Regions from separate parts of the Macaca mulatta genome. Here region 2 is linked to region 1. A link is a contact called in public Hi-C data. All regions are on one chromosome and are shown on one strand. Each heading gives the region's core, a stretch centred on a gene start, on an enhancer-like site or on the middle of the called end of the contact. The rest is flanking DNA. Distances are from core to core; before and after follow the strand shown. Region 1 holds the start of ANKRD39 (ankyrin repeat domain 39). Region 2 holds the start of COX5B (cytochrome c oxidase subunit 5B).

The links. Hi-C and Micro-C count contacts between places; a contact is called where the count stands out from the background.
Region 2: a contact with region 1 is called in a Hi-C map of liver, with 2.7 times the contacts expected there. The contact joins the promoter of COX5B here to the promoter of ANKRD39 in region 1. A contact is called at or near these places in 2 of 14 Hi-C or Micro-C datasets (fetal cortex germinal zone and liver).

Annotation. Positions count from the first base shown.
Region 1 is chr13:5,523,328-5,530,158 of T2T-MMU8v2.0, forward strand. ANKRD39 (ankyrin repeat domain 39) reads right to left here and starts at 3,746. Exons shown (of 5, transcript XM_015112915.3): 1 at 3,574-3,746. The coding sequence starts at 3,673. SEMA4C (semaphorin 4C) reads right to left here. Exons shown (of 15, transcript NM_001266458.1): 15 at 5,778-6,831. The coding sequence ends at 6,320.
Region 2 is chr13:5,679,449-5,687,224 of T2T-MMU8v2.0, forward strand. COX5B (cytochrome c oxidase subunit 5B) reads left to right here and starts at 3,975. Exons shown (of 4, transcript XM_001100566.5): 1 at 3,975-4,086; 2 at 4,970-5,043; 3 at 5,226-5,325; 4 at 5,882-6,080. The coding sequence starts at 3,984. The coding sequence ends at 5,994.

The DNA of each region.
Region 1 (6,831 bases), core at 2,496-4,995:
CTCAGCTCACTGCAAGCTCCACCTCCCGGGTTCACGCCATTCTCCTGCCTCAGCCTCCCGAGTAGCTGGGACTACAGGCGCCTGCCATCACGTCCGGCTAATTTTTTTGTATTTTTAGTAGAGACGGGGTTTCACTGTGTTAGTCAGGATGGTCTCGATCTCCTGACCTTGTGATCCGCCCGTCTCCGCCTCCCAAAGTGCTGGAATTAAGGCGTAAGCCACCGTGCCCGGCCCAAGCCCGGATAATTTTTATATTTTTAGTAGAGACGGGGTTTCACCATCTTGGCCAGGCCGGGCTCAAACTCCTGACCTTGTGATCCACCCACCTCAGCCTCCCAAAGTGCTAGGATTACAGGCGTGAGCTACCACACCCGGCCAGTCAATGATATTTTTAATGTGCCACTAAATTCGGTTTGATACTATTTTTATTGAGGATTTTTTAATCTATGTTCATTAGGGATATTGGCCTATGGGTTTTTTTTGTTGTGTTGCAGAAAAATATTAAAGAGTGGTAAAGAAACATGGAAGACAATGTACCAACATATATCTAATAGAAGTTCAAAAAAGGCTGGGTGCGGTGGCTCACGCCTGTAATCCCGGCACTTTGGGAGGCCGAGGCGGGCAGATCACTTCAGGTCAGGAATTCAAGACTAGCCTGGCGAACATGGTAAAACCCCATCTCTACTAAATATACAAAAAAATTACCCGGGCATGGTGGTGAGTGCCTGTAATCCCAGCTACTCGGGAGGCTGAGGCAGAACCGCTTGAACCCAGGAAGCAGTGGTTGTTTTTCTTGAGACTCCATCTCAAAAAAAAAAAAGGTTAAAAAAAAAAAGACAAAGGAACTGGATACAATGGGAGAAGAGGCATAATACATACAGGCACAATAAAATGGAAAGGAAAATAAACCCAGAAAGTCGGTATGACTTGAAAAAAAAAAAAAATTCACACAACAGGCTGGGTATGGTGGCTCATGCCTATAATCCTCATCATTTTGGGAGGCTGAGGAAGGAGGATCGCTTGAGACCAGGAATCCAAGACCAGCCTAAGCAACAGTGAGACCTTGTCTCTGAAAAAAATTAAAAATAAAAAAAGTCCACAAAACAAAATAGATAAGCATCTTTTCCACATGTAGGAAATAGATAATAAATCAGTAAGCAAACAAAATAATGTAAGATTATAAAGGCTAAGCACAGTGGCTCACGCCTGTAATCCCAGCACTTTGGGAGGCCAAGGTGGGCGGATCACCTGAGGTCAGGAGTTTGAGACCAGCCTGGCCAACATGGTGAAACCTCGTCTCTACTAAAAATACAAAATTAGCCAGGCGTGGTGGCAGGCACCTGTAATCCCAGCCACTCGGTAGGGCTGAGGGAGGAAAATCACTTGAACCTGGGAGGCAGAGGTTGCAGTGAGCCGAGATTGCGCCACTGCACTCCAGCCTGGATGACAAGAGCAAAACTCAGTCTCAAAAAGAAAAGTAAATTTTTTATAAAATGTATTAAAGTTAATATTATTTGTAGGAGAGGTGATATTCCTAAAGAACATGTACCTTTTCTTTTGTTAAGATAGTTTTTTTTTTTGTTTTTTGTTTTTACTTTAAAAATAAATTTTATTGCATATATGAGTTTTACAACACAATGTTATGGGATACATATGGGCAGTAAAAGGGTTACTACAGCGAAGCAGATTAACAAATCTCTAGTGAAGTGGATCCACAAATCTCACACAGTTTCTTTTATTGGTGACAAAAGTACCTAAAATTGGCTTATCAAACACACTCTTGCCATTAATGTTTTAAAGAATGTATTTGTTTGTCTTCACAAAAAAAATGAGGAAATTATTTGCAGTAAAAATTGGTTTTTATGAAAGCAAGATGCCGGGCGCGGTGGTTCACGCCTGTAATCCCAGCACTTTGGGAGGCCAAGGCAGGCGGATCATGAGGTCAGGAGTTCTGAGACCAGCCTGACCAATATGGTGAAACCCATCTTTACTAAAAATACAAAAACTAGCCGGGCATGGTAGCACACGCCTGTAATCCCAGATACTCAGGAGAGTAGAAAAATCAATTGAACCCAGGAGGCGGAGGTTGCAGCGAGCCAAGACTGCGCTACTGCTCCCCAGCCTGAACAAAAGAGGGAGATTCTGTCTCAAAAAAACAAAACAAACAAGCACGATGATGGATACATCAGAGTAACTGGCCTAACTTTGGATAATGCAATGTTTACTTCTTAACAGCACTATTGACATTTATGGGCCGGATGATTACTGTAGGGAGCTGTCCTGTGCGTTGTACCATGTATATAGCATCCCTTGTCTCTACCTACTACACACCTGTAGCACCCTCCCGCCTGTGATAACTCAAAATGTCTCCAGACATTCCCCAAGTCCCTTAAAGGGCAGAACTGTCCCCAGTTGAGAACTACGGTGTTTAGGGAGGGTTTCTGAGGAGATGCCATTGGAGCTGGGATCTGAAGAAAAGCATCAGCTAGCTTAACGGCTGTAGGAAGTTCATTCGAAGGAGACGGGACAAGAAGTCCAATGGCCTTCACTCAGGAAAAGGTCTTGCATATTTGAGACACCAAAACAAGACTAGTGTGGCTGCGGCGTAGTGATTGGGAGAAGAAAAGCACGAGAAATAAAATGAGGGAGAGAAGTAGAGGCGGCAGGGGTGGGTCTACAGAGCTTTGTAGGCCATAACAAGGAATGATCTGATTTCTAATATTCAAAAAGCCGCTCTGGCTGCTATGTGAGAGTAGGAAACCCTGTAGGAGGGCAATCGTGGGGGCGGAAAGACCCTCTTGAGGCAACCACTTCGGCAGTGCAGAGGACAGTGGTGGGAGGGGCGGAGGGAAGTGGGCAGGTGCCAGAACCATGGTAAAGGAAGGGTTCCATGAGAATGCTTGCACAGCAGTGGCAATCGAGGGCTGCATCCGCACGGGTAGCCGACACAGCACAAGTAGCACAATGGCTCCCAACACTCAGAAGAAGCACCTTGCTTTCCCGCCTTCCTCCGTTCCTATTGCCACCATAATCTCTGTATAATCTGGGCCAAACGTGTTATCTCTCTGGGTCCCACAGATGAGATACCGTGCCCTGCCTCGAAGGATACCCGTGCGAAGTTCTTGCCATCTCTAAAGCATGCAGGCTGCCTGGCACCCGGGGCCAAACAAGGGCCAGTGCCCTCCTTCACCGCGCAGCCCCCAGGCCTGCAGCCCCTCGGGGGGTGCAATGCCCCAGTGCAGATTCTGCCCCCCGGCCCCTCTCTCCCACACCTGAGCAGGCTTGCGTCTCCCAGGGGAGGGCGTCTCCCAGGGGAGGTCGTCCCCCGCCACTCGGGAGGGTTTTGGAAACCAGTGTCTCGGCTTCCCCGCCGCCCGCGAAACAGGTGTCTGCTGGCTGAGCTAGTGAGAGGCCCTGGCAGGCTCTCAGTACGCGGGAACCACGAGTCCCGCCCGCCCTCCCGCACCAGGCCCCACGCTCTCGGGGCCCAGTTCACCCGCCTCTCCTCGGCCCCGCGCCTCCTCCTTGGGCCGGGGCCTGGGGAGAGCCACCAGGGCCGCGCGGCCGCCTCACCCCTCTCGAAGTCCATCTCCTCCAGCGTCTGCTGTACGCCGAGCACCGCGCTGGGCTGCGAGCAGCAGGGCCCATCCGCGCAGGGCCTCGGCGTCGCCATCACGGCCCCGGCGCCAGCCGACCTACCCCGGGTCTCACGCGCGGCCTCGGCGGGAGGGGCGGACGCAGGGCCCGCCCCGCGTCCCGGATCTGGCTGCTTGGCGTCCGCGGCTGTCGTCCTAGTCCCGCCTCCTCACCAAAACCTACCAATCAAACGCCTAGGCCTTAGCTCGAGAACCAATTGCAGAGGTAGGGCGGGGCTTGTTGCGCCGGGCCATGCCCCGAGGCGGCCGCGCGAGGGCGTCAGAGGCTAAGCGGAGGCGCTGGGTTCCGGGAGCTGCGCGCCTCGGGAGGGCCTTTAGGCCGCCTGGCCTTGCCGGGTGTGGGGATGAGGCGGCTGGGTCCGGTCGGGAGCTTTCCAGTTACCTTCACCATGACCCAGCCCTCCAGCGACCTCTCTGGCTCCTCTCTTTACCGCCTCTAGTCCCGCCGGGCCGCTAGGGCAGGGAGGCGCCACACGCTCTGCGGTCTCTTTTTTTTTTTTGAGACCGAGTCTGGCTCTGTCACCCAGGCTGGAGTGCAGTGGCGCGATCTCGGATCACTGCAGCCTCCGCCTCCCGGGTTCAAGCGATTCTCCTGCGTCATACTCCTGAGTAGCTGGGATTACAAGCGCCCGCCACCACGCCTGGCTAATTTTTTGTATTTTTAGTAGAGACGGGGTTTCACCGTGTTAGCCAGGGTGGTCTCGATCTCTTGACCTCGTGATCCGCCCGCCTCGGCCTCCCGGAGTGCTGGGATTACAGGCGTGAACCATCGCGCCGGGGCGCGCTCCGCGGTCTTTACCCCCTCTTCCTGGCACCACCCTGGGCCAAGGCCGATTGCCCCCGAGGCAGCGGCAAAGTGACGGCTGGAAAGGTCTCGTCCCCGTACCCCGCTCTTCCTTACAAGTCCAGCAAGGGGCTGGTGGTGGCTACAACTTCTCCTGCTTGTAGCTCTACCTCAAGGGCAGGGGCAGGGCCTTGGTTTGTGTAGAACCCCCTGGCCCCACAGTGGGCGCCGAGTTTACCGAATCGGTCTTCACGATCAAAACCCTCTGGGCGGCCGTCTGCAGACCGTGAACCCGCGCAGCGTGCTCCTCAGCAGACCCCAGCCTTCTCAATTCCCAGTTAAAACCCAGGCAGCTGCCTGCTCACGCCACGATCAAGTGTACAGGGGAGACCTCACTTCCACGGCCTGACTGGTTTAGAAAGGGTGCACGAGCAACAGAATGCAGGTTGGGTTCTGTGCCAGTCCCTCTCCAGGACAGTGGTCTGGTGCACACTGGGTGTAAATTCCTTCCCCCCCCCCAGTTGGGGCACTGAAGACCCTAAGCATTCGTGGTGGGTAGAAGGCTGGAAGTCATTTCTCCTCCCCTAAGCGGGTTGAGAACCCCATCCTCACACAAACAACGATCTCATCTCCACAACCTTCCACTCCTTTGGCCCCTCACTCCCACTAACCGTCCTGAGTTCTGGGAAGGCACCCCCGCCCCCCAACTCCACTTCTCCCCTGGACTCCCAGTGCCCTGACTTCTCCTTCTGGCCAGAAGCCAAAGCTGGCTCCCAAGGGGCTGTGGCCATGGTCTGGTTCCCAGCGCCGCAGCCACCACTGTGGGAAAACACTGGAGCTGGGCTGTTCCCTCCCACAGGCAGGCAGGCAGGGACCACAAAAGTGGTGGCCGCCCTGGGACTGTGGGGGAGGTCCTGTCCAGCCTCCCTCCACCCAGAGAGCTTTCCCTCTCGGTACCCAGAAGGGCTTTAGCCCAAACATCTTAGCCCCATCACAGAAATCGTTTCATTTTCTCCATTTTATTTGTCAATATAAAAATACTCAAATATTTACAACAAATAAATACGCGGGGACACAATAAGTTACACCGTTGGGAGCCCCCCTCCTAGGGCTGGAAGAGAGTATGCCATTATCCACAGCAGTCCCACCCTCTCTCCCCTCACACAGCCTTTCCCAGCCCTGTACAGGAAGAAGGCAAATATAAAATACCACTGAACCCCAGGGCCAAGTGGGAGGCCCCACCCACCCTTCCCCCAAAACACACAGGAGGCTCCATCTCCCTCCCCCCACCCTGAAAACATTCACAGCCCTAGGAGCAGGACTAGGCCCACCCCGAGCCCTGCACTCCCCCTGAAGGGGCACAGCACCCTGCCCACCCCACCCCCATATGTACATCGCTGCCCGACATTCGGGACAGTGGGGGTAGGAGAGGCAAAGTGATACGACCCCTTCCCCTTCATAGCTCCAATGACTCACCAGGAGGACCCAGGCCAAGGGAAGACTTGACAGAAACAGGAAGGCTATACCACAAGCGCGCACGCACGTGCACACACACACACAGACACACAAACACACGTGCAAATACGGACAAACACCCATCTTGACATTTCTGCCTTGAAAAGTTTTGGCGGCTGGGGTCCCGCGTGTCTGTGATTCACAGAGAGGAAGATGCCTCCTGCGAGGCTGGTGCCCTGGTGAGCCACACCAAGTGGCAGTGCCCGTGCTGAGCAGAGCAGGTCCTCATGGCCGGGTGGGTGCTGGGCAGTATCCGTCCCAGACAGAGCAGGTGCCCATGCCATGTCCCTGAGGTAGCTGGTGCCTGTGCAAAAGTAGGAGCTACACCTCCCACGCTTCCCGCCGACGCGGTGGGGGTTTCCCCTCATACTGATGACTCCTCGGGGTTGGAGTCGGGCAGTGGCTGGCGTTGCTGCAGTTTGCGTCTCAGTTCATCCGCAAGCTCAGGCAGGGGGTGCCCGAGCCCTCCCCGGTCCTCCCCTCCTAGTTGTAAGCGCACGTAACCATTGGCATTTGAGTTCCGCCCACCCCCCAAGTGAAGCCGAGTTGGAGAAGGCAGAGGCTGGCCTGGGATGCCTGGAGGTGGTGAAGGGGGGCCCCCGCCGGGCTGGCACCGGGCATGCCCAGGTACTATCTTAAGGGAGCCATCTGAATAGTAGTAACCGACAGGATCCCAAAGTTTCTCATCTGGTTCAGGACAGGGCCGGAAGGGGGGACTGGTGGGCTCCTTGGGCAGCTCCAGGGGGTACACCAGGGTCCTCTCAGTAGCCTTGGCCCCTTTCTCCAGCTCTTCCCGCAGCCGCCGGCGCAGTGACAGCACCAGCAGCAGCAGCACCAGGCACACGGCCCCCAGGGCCACCACCGCCAGCCACACCA
Region 2 (7,776 bases), core at 2,725-5,224, 160 kb after region 1:
GTATTGGGATTACAGGCATCAGCCACCATGCCTGACCCTATAGGCCATTTGTATGTCTTCTCTGGAAAAATGCCTATTCAAATACTTTACCAGTATTTTAGTTTAGTTTAGTTTAGTTTAGTTTATTAAGATGGAGTTTCACTCTTGTTGCCCAGGCTGGAGTGCAATGGTGATCTTGGCTCACCACAACCTCCGCCTCTTGGGTTCAAGTGATTCTCCTGCCTCAGACTCGCGAGTAGCTGGGATTATAGGCACGTGCCACCACGCCCGACTAATTTTGTACTTTTAGTAGAGACGGGGTTTCTCCATGTTGGTCAGGTTGGTCTGGAACTCTCAACCTCAGGTGATCCGCCTGCCTCAGCCTCCCAAAGCGCTGGGATTACAGGCATGAGCCACTGCGCCCGGCCTTCTTTTTTTTTTTTTTTAGAGACAGGATCTTGCTCTGTTGCCCAGGCTGGAGTGCAGTGGTACAATCATAGATCATTGTAGTCTCGAATTCCTTGGCTCAAATGATCCTCCTACCTCAGCCTCCTGAGTACTTAGGACTATAGCCAGGTGGCACCATGCCTGGCTAATTTTTTTTTTTTTTGAGACGGAGTTTTGCTCTTGTTGCCCAGGCTGGAGTGCAGTGGCCCGATCTCAGCCCACTGCAACCTTGGCCTCCTGGGTTCAAGTGATTCTCCTGCCTCAGCCTCCTGAGTAGCTGGGATTATAGGTGCCTGCCACCACGCCCGGCTAATGTTTTATATTTTTAGTAGAGACGGAGTTTCGCCATGTTGGGCAGGCTGGTCTTGAACTCCTGACCTCGTGATCTGCCCGCTTGGCCTCCCAAAGTGCTAGGATTACAGGCATGAGCCACCCGCGCCCAGCCAATTTTTAAAATTTTGTAGAGATGGGGGTCTCCCTATGTTGTCTCAGCTGGTCTCAAACTCCTGCAGTGTGGTGGTTCATGCTTTGTAATCCTAGCACTTTGGAAGGCAGAGGCAGGAGGACTGCTTGAGGCCAGAAGTTTGACACCAACCTGGGCAACATAGCAAGATTCAGTCTCAACAACAAAAATAATAATAATTAAAAAAAAAAAAAAAGACAATGAAACTAAGGCAGAAAGAGGTTAAATAGTGTGCCTGAGTGGTTAAGCCCAATTCACATCCCTGAGGAAGTGCAGGTGATCAGTAAACATCTGAAAAGATGTTCAACTGCCTTAGCGGTCAAGGAGCTGAAATGTAAACACCAACAGCACTAAGGGCACTAATTTTTCCTTCATCCAGTGGGGCTAAATTTGCAAAGGCTTGGTGGTGGGGACTGATCCACACATGCCCTACTGGTGCTCCAAACTTGGGGAAAGCAATTTGGCAGAATATATTATTATTATTATTATTATTATTTGAGACGGAGTCTCGCTCTGTCACCTGGGCTGGAGTGCAGTGGCCAGATCTCAGCTCACTGCAAGCTCCGCCTCCCGGGTTTACACCATTCTCTTGCCTCAGACTCCCGAGTAGCTGGGACTACAGGCACCTGCCACCTCGCCCGGCTAGTTTTTTGTATTTTTTTAGTAGAGATGGGGTTTCACCGTATTAGCCAGGATGGTCTCGATCTCCTGACCTCATGATCCACCAGCCTCAGCCTCCCAAAGTGCTGGGATTACAGGTGTGAGGCACCGCGCCCGGCCAACATAGGGTTAAATCCTACAATGCACAACCTCCCTCAAAGAATTGTCAACCCAAGATGTCAGTTGTGCTGAAGTTGAGAAACCCTGGCATAGGGAAAGGAAAAAAAGAATAAACACCAAACTGCTAGCTTTTTCCTTACATATCTGTGCTGTTTGACTTATAATGTACATTTATTCTGACAACTAAAAAGTATCCTATAAAAATAATAGTAAGTTTATTGGGCTGGTAAAGACAATGATGAAGCAGAGGTGGCAGACTGTTCCCCAAGCCAACTGTTTCCAAAGGAGACCTGAGGGACTGGGTGTGAGTGAAGAGTGGTGGGAGGTGGAAGCAGCAGGGGATGAGCGGGATATCCGGGGAGCCTGGCCCTGACCTTGGAGCTCACTCACACAATCTAAATAATCCCAGAGTGAGGCTGAGATTTTCCTGAGTTGGATGAGGGCCTGCAAAACTTTCCTATTATTAAGCAAGCCTACTACGAGAATGAGAAGCCTAAACTCAATTTCCATTTTACAGCCTGGAGTAAACCATTTCTGGTCAGGCAGCAGGGAAACATATCAGAGCTGAATATCTCACTGGTTTGCTGAGGGGCAAGTTAGTAGGTGTTCCTCAGGAAAGGGTTTTGTGGTCAATTAAGAAGGGAAACTCTGGCTTAAACTGCAGGTAAATTAAGTAAGAGGTCTTTGCTGCAAGCCTAATCAGAGCCTTTATTATGCTAGCGTCCATCTCCAAAAGGGTGGTCATCAAATGCAGGACCTCCCTGTCTTGACCAAGTCCTTTTTCTTGAGATGATATCTTGAGACTTGGATGGCATGGAATACACTCTGGGAAATACTAACCTAGTTGAACGACAGTTTTACTGATGTAGAAATGGTGGCCCAAAGGATAAAAAGTGGCTGAACTAGCTACTTTCCAGACCAATGCTTTTTTCTCCTGCCAAACAAACACCTTAACCACAGTTGCAAATTAACTATAGATCCTTGGGGAACATTCCTCAGAATTTTTCCCCAATTCAATTTGGAGGGGTTGCAGTGGAGGTGAGGGAGAAGGGAGTAACAGTGAAGCCATTCAAAGCAAAAATAATCTTTAAAAAATTTTGGCCTTAGAATACAGGTTTTTTTTTTAATTGGTGGAGGGGGCACCCAGGAAGACCAGACGTGCTCCTGTGAAGCAATGCTCCACCACATCCTTTTGAAAATATCATAGCCTGCATGAGACAGGTGGGAGCACCTGAGCCTTCAATTCTCCCCAAGTTGCCTCCAGTGGATCTCACTGGGCCAGGAGAAGCCCTATAAACTGGTTTTGTATATTTTATACAAGAAGTAAATTTACTAAAATTCCTGGACCCTACTATATACCAGACCTCTGCAAGGCATTGAAGATTCAATGATGAGCATAATTCCCACTGGAACGGGATTTTCTATCTGGTAGGGAAACTCAGATACCGCATGCAGCCGGCCTGTCACAGGGCTATACTGACTAAAGCTCACCCCAAGAAATTTGCACATCTTAGCCTGGCGGCAACAGCAAGCTGTGGACGGACGACGTTTTCCGTTTCAAACACGGAACTCAAACCAGTCACAGCAGGCTGACTGACTCCATTTCCTATTATCAATTCCCCTTCCTGCTCCTCCTCCCTTGGGAGCCTCGAAAAAGAGTGGCCACTTCCTCCACATCACCAGGGCCTTGGTCCTGGTAGGGGGTCCCGCCCCCGGCCCTGTCCTCCTCCCCAGGCCGGGAGCTCCGCGCCTCCCACACACAGTACAACTCTAAATAACAGGAAAGTGGGCCAGGACTGCAGGTAGGTCCCGTCCAATGCGACACGCTCGCGACGGCTCACTCCCTGCCACGAGAACCAGCCCTGCCACTAACCAGCCTAGTAAGGAACGCAGCGATCTTTAGGATCCCACTTCTAAATTCAAATCATTTGGGTTTCACTAAGTCTCCTGACAGACGGGGACTTCATGACTTCCATCAGCAGCCTCCACGTTTGCAGAACACGGACTACCGGGCCACACACGTAGGAACTCCAGTGCTGTGCAGCCGCTGAGCTCCAGGGACCAAAACAACTTTCCCACCTCCCAGCTTTACTAAAGAGCAAACCCGCCCCCAAGCCTCAGCCGCTGCGCGGTGCAGGAAGAGGCCGAGCTGGGCATGCGCAGTTTCCGTCCCCGCCACCGTCGTGGGAGTGGGCGGGCTGGAGGGCTGGGAGGAAGCGGAAAGCTGACCGGGAGGCGAAAGAAGCCCGCCCCCGGAAGTTCCTCCTGTCTCCGCAGCTTGTTCCCGGAACTGCTGCTGTTAGTCGAGGACGCGATGGCTTCAAGGTTACTTCGCGGAGCAGGAGCGCTGGCCGCGCAGGCCCTGAGGGCTCGCGGCCCCAGTGGCGTGGCTGCGGTGCGCTCCATGGCATCTGGAGGTACTCGGCTCGCCGGGCGTGCCAGGGACCAGACTGTTGCCCTCCCAGGGTGGTCCCAGGGCGGCCAAGCGGGGCTTGCCGTGCAGCTTCTCGAGGTCCCAGTGGCCGCTTACGGCCCCGAGTGCCTCAGGTTCTGCAGGCATCTCCCTGTAATTCTGGACCGCTGCTCCTGCCGCCCCCCGAACTGACTCCGCTGCGAAAGTATCCTAAATGAGGTGCCGGGTGACCTTGGGAGGGACCGAGACTGCCACCGGGATGGGGAGGGGTCCGGCCGCCTTTCAAACCTGCGCCCACCTCAAGCCGAGTGGGTTCTACGTGCCTTTAGACAAATGTCGACAAATTGGCCTCGGTGGTTGGAGAAAGAAAAGCTCCTAGGCCAGGCGCCGTGGCTCACAACTGTAATCCCAGCACTTTGGGAGGCTGAGGCGGGCAGATCACCTGAGGTCAGGAGTTCAAGACCAGCCTGGCCAACATGGTGAAACCCCGTCATTACTAATAATACAAAAATTAGCCGGGCATGGTGGCGCGCGCCTGTAATCCCAGCTACTCGAGAGGCTGAGGCAGGAGAATCGCTTAAACCCGGGAGGCGGAGGTTCCAGTGAGCCAACATCGCGCCATTGCACTCCAGCCTGGGCAACAAGAGCAAAACTCCGTCTCAAAAAACAACAAAAACAAAAACAAAACTTCCCCCAGTGCTGTTGCTTGTGTGGATCAAGACTTGGTGATTCTTGGGGGACCATGGATATGAGTAGCCTTTAGGAGCTTGTGAGCCCACTAAAACTTATACAGAAGTTTCAGGGCGACATTTTCCTTGATCATTTCTGTTTGTAATTTTTCTGAGAGTCATTTCGGTCAGCGTCGTAATTCACGTGTCTTCTTTTAGGTGGTATTCCCACCGATGACGAGCAGGCGACTGGGTTGGAGAGGGAGGTCATGCTGGCTGCAAGGAAGGGACTGGTAAGGAGAAACTCCCTTCTGTGTCTTCTGTGGAACTTATATGGCCTTGGATGTGTTCATAGTAGTCTCATCTCTGGGAGTATTTGATCCAGGAAACTTGGCTTGTAGGAACAGTCCCCTGAGCTTCTGAAAGGTAGGGCTTATTTGGCATAATGGTTCAATTCTTGTTTTTTTTTTTTCAGGACCCATACAATATACTGCCCCCAAAGGGAGCTTCAGGCACCAAGGAAGACCCTAATTTAGTTCCCTCCATCACCAACAAGAGAATAGTGGGCTGCATCTGTAAGTACCTCACCTCTATTTTTTATCCACTTGCTTAATATATCCTACAATACAGGAGTCTATAAGCTAACTCAGATCTTCAGTGTGTGAGTGCATGTTGGTAAGTTTCTGTCAGGGTCTTGACGCTCTCAAGCCTCATTATGCCTGATAGTTCATCCTTACTGGAAAGAAGCGTGGCACAGCAGTAAGACTGGCTCACTGGGATTGCGGCATGAAGGAGTACCCACCCAGCAAATATTTATTGTTGTACTGCTTCTATGCCAGGCATCATTTTAGACACTAGGAATACCTACCAGAACGGACCCTGCTTTGCATTCTGCATAGGCAAGGGAATTGTTAGAATTTACAGTGACCCTAATACAAGGTCAGTTTACTCATAGGTGAACTCAGAGCCTCAATTTCTTCATCTGAAGAATGAGAGGAGGGCTTGAACTGATCTCTTAAGATGTCAACCATAGGCTGCTTGTGTATCAGAGTTGTCTGAGGAAAAGAAATTCATGTTGAAAGGCTCCCTTTTTAGGCTGGATGACCCTCAACCACCTTTTTTCCCTTTTAGGTGAAGAGGACAACACCAGCGTCATCTGGTTTTGGCTGCGTGAAGGCGAAGCCCAGCGATGCCCCCGCTGTGGAGCCCATTACAAGCTGGTACCCCACCGGCTGGCACACTGAGCGCCTGTACTAAGTTACTCAAAATGTGCTGTAAAGTTTTTTCTTTCCAGTAAAGACTAGCTGTTGCATTGGCTCCTTCTCCCATAGATGGGTGGTCTTACTTCTTTCCTGTATTCTTTGGGAGTCAGGGAATATTCTTATTTTGGGAATAGCTATCTGTTAATACTAGCTTGTCATCCACTTAGTGAAAGTGTATAACCAGTGTATAGTGCTTAAATTAATAATAAGAACAGATTGACAACCCGTAATGCAATGAATGAGACCACCTAGTATGACAGAAGGGGGCGGGCTGAGGAGTCAGGCTGACTGAACTTAAAATATTGGCTCCATCGTTTGGCTCTATCCCTGTGGACATGTTCTCAGGGGTCAGGTACAACTACAAAAAGGTAAATACCTTGTGAGGTGCTTAATATGTAAAGAGCTGAGTGGATAGTAGGGCCTCACAGTATCATCATAGAGACAGGGTGGCCTTGTGAAGAGAGTTTTGGGGATTTTGAAGTCTTGAGGGACCCAGGTGCAAAGTAAGAATTCATGAGGAGGCCAGGCGCGGTGGCTCAAGCCTGTAATCCCAGCACTTTGGGAGGCCGAGACGGGCGGATCACAAGGTTAGGAGATCGAGACCATCCTGGTTAACACGGTGAAACCCCGTCTCTACTAAAAAATAACAAAAAACTAGCTGGCCGAGGTGGCGGGCGCCTGTAGTCCCAGCTACTCGGGAGGCTGAGGCAGGAGAATAGCGTGAACCCAGGAGGTGGAGCTTGCAGTGAGCTGATATCCGGCCACTGCACTCCAGCCTGGGCAACAGAGCGAGACTCCATCTCCAAAAAAAAAAAAATTCATGGGGACACCAGCAGCAAAATTCAGAATATGGAATGATTTCAGAAATCACTGACCATGTTTCTTCAAATAAATTGGAAGGAGTCGGGGGAAAGATAGGGAGATCACGTGGAGAAACAGATAACGGAGATACTAGTCAGCAGCGTGCACGCCTTGTTTAGATATTGATTTGGAAACAATTATAAAGGAAAAAAAGTTGAGAAGAATTTGAACTCTGGACATTTGGTATGTAGACATTTACTATACTTTCAGGTATTTATGTAGTGTTTTTTTTTTTGGTTTTTTTTTTTTTCCATGCTTGAGATACGCATGGGAATAAGGGAGGGGAGAAATTCCAAAAAAGCCCACTTCAGCTACTTCATACCTGTGACACCTTGGGACAAGTTAAAATCTCAAAAACCTCTTATCTACAAAATAGAAATACCTTTTCATTTTGTGTGGAGATTAGCCAGAGGTGGCTTCAGTTACTATCTTCACAAAATTGGTCCAAACTAGGTATTTCAGTGGGAGCTGATAGAGAAAAGCCCCTTCCTCTCATCTTGCCCATCCTGAAGGCGTAGTCAAAGCTATTGCTTCCATCCTTGTTCATGACCTGTTTCCAGGAAATGCCCAAGCACTGACCTGCCATTTGAGGCCCTTTCCTCTGGGAAGGGGAGCTGTCGGATAACCCCCTGTGAGATCTAACCCCTACACGCCCATGAGATTAGTCTGCTGTCACTAAGCCCGTGTGGCTGGCCTGCCTTTCCCTTTCCACATCTCTTCCAACTCAAACTCTGCTGAGGGGGACTTTTGACTCCCCATATCATTAATCCAATCTGTTTTCTCCCTCCCTCATCTCCAAGTCTTTGCTTTTCTTTTTAAAAATTTAACCAATTTACTTGTAAAGAAAAATGGGCTGGGCATGGCAGCTCATGCCTGTAACCCCAACACTTTGGGGGACTGAGG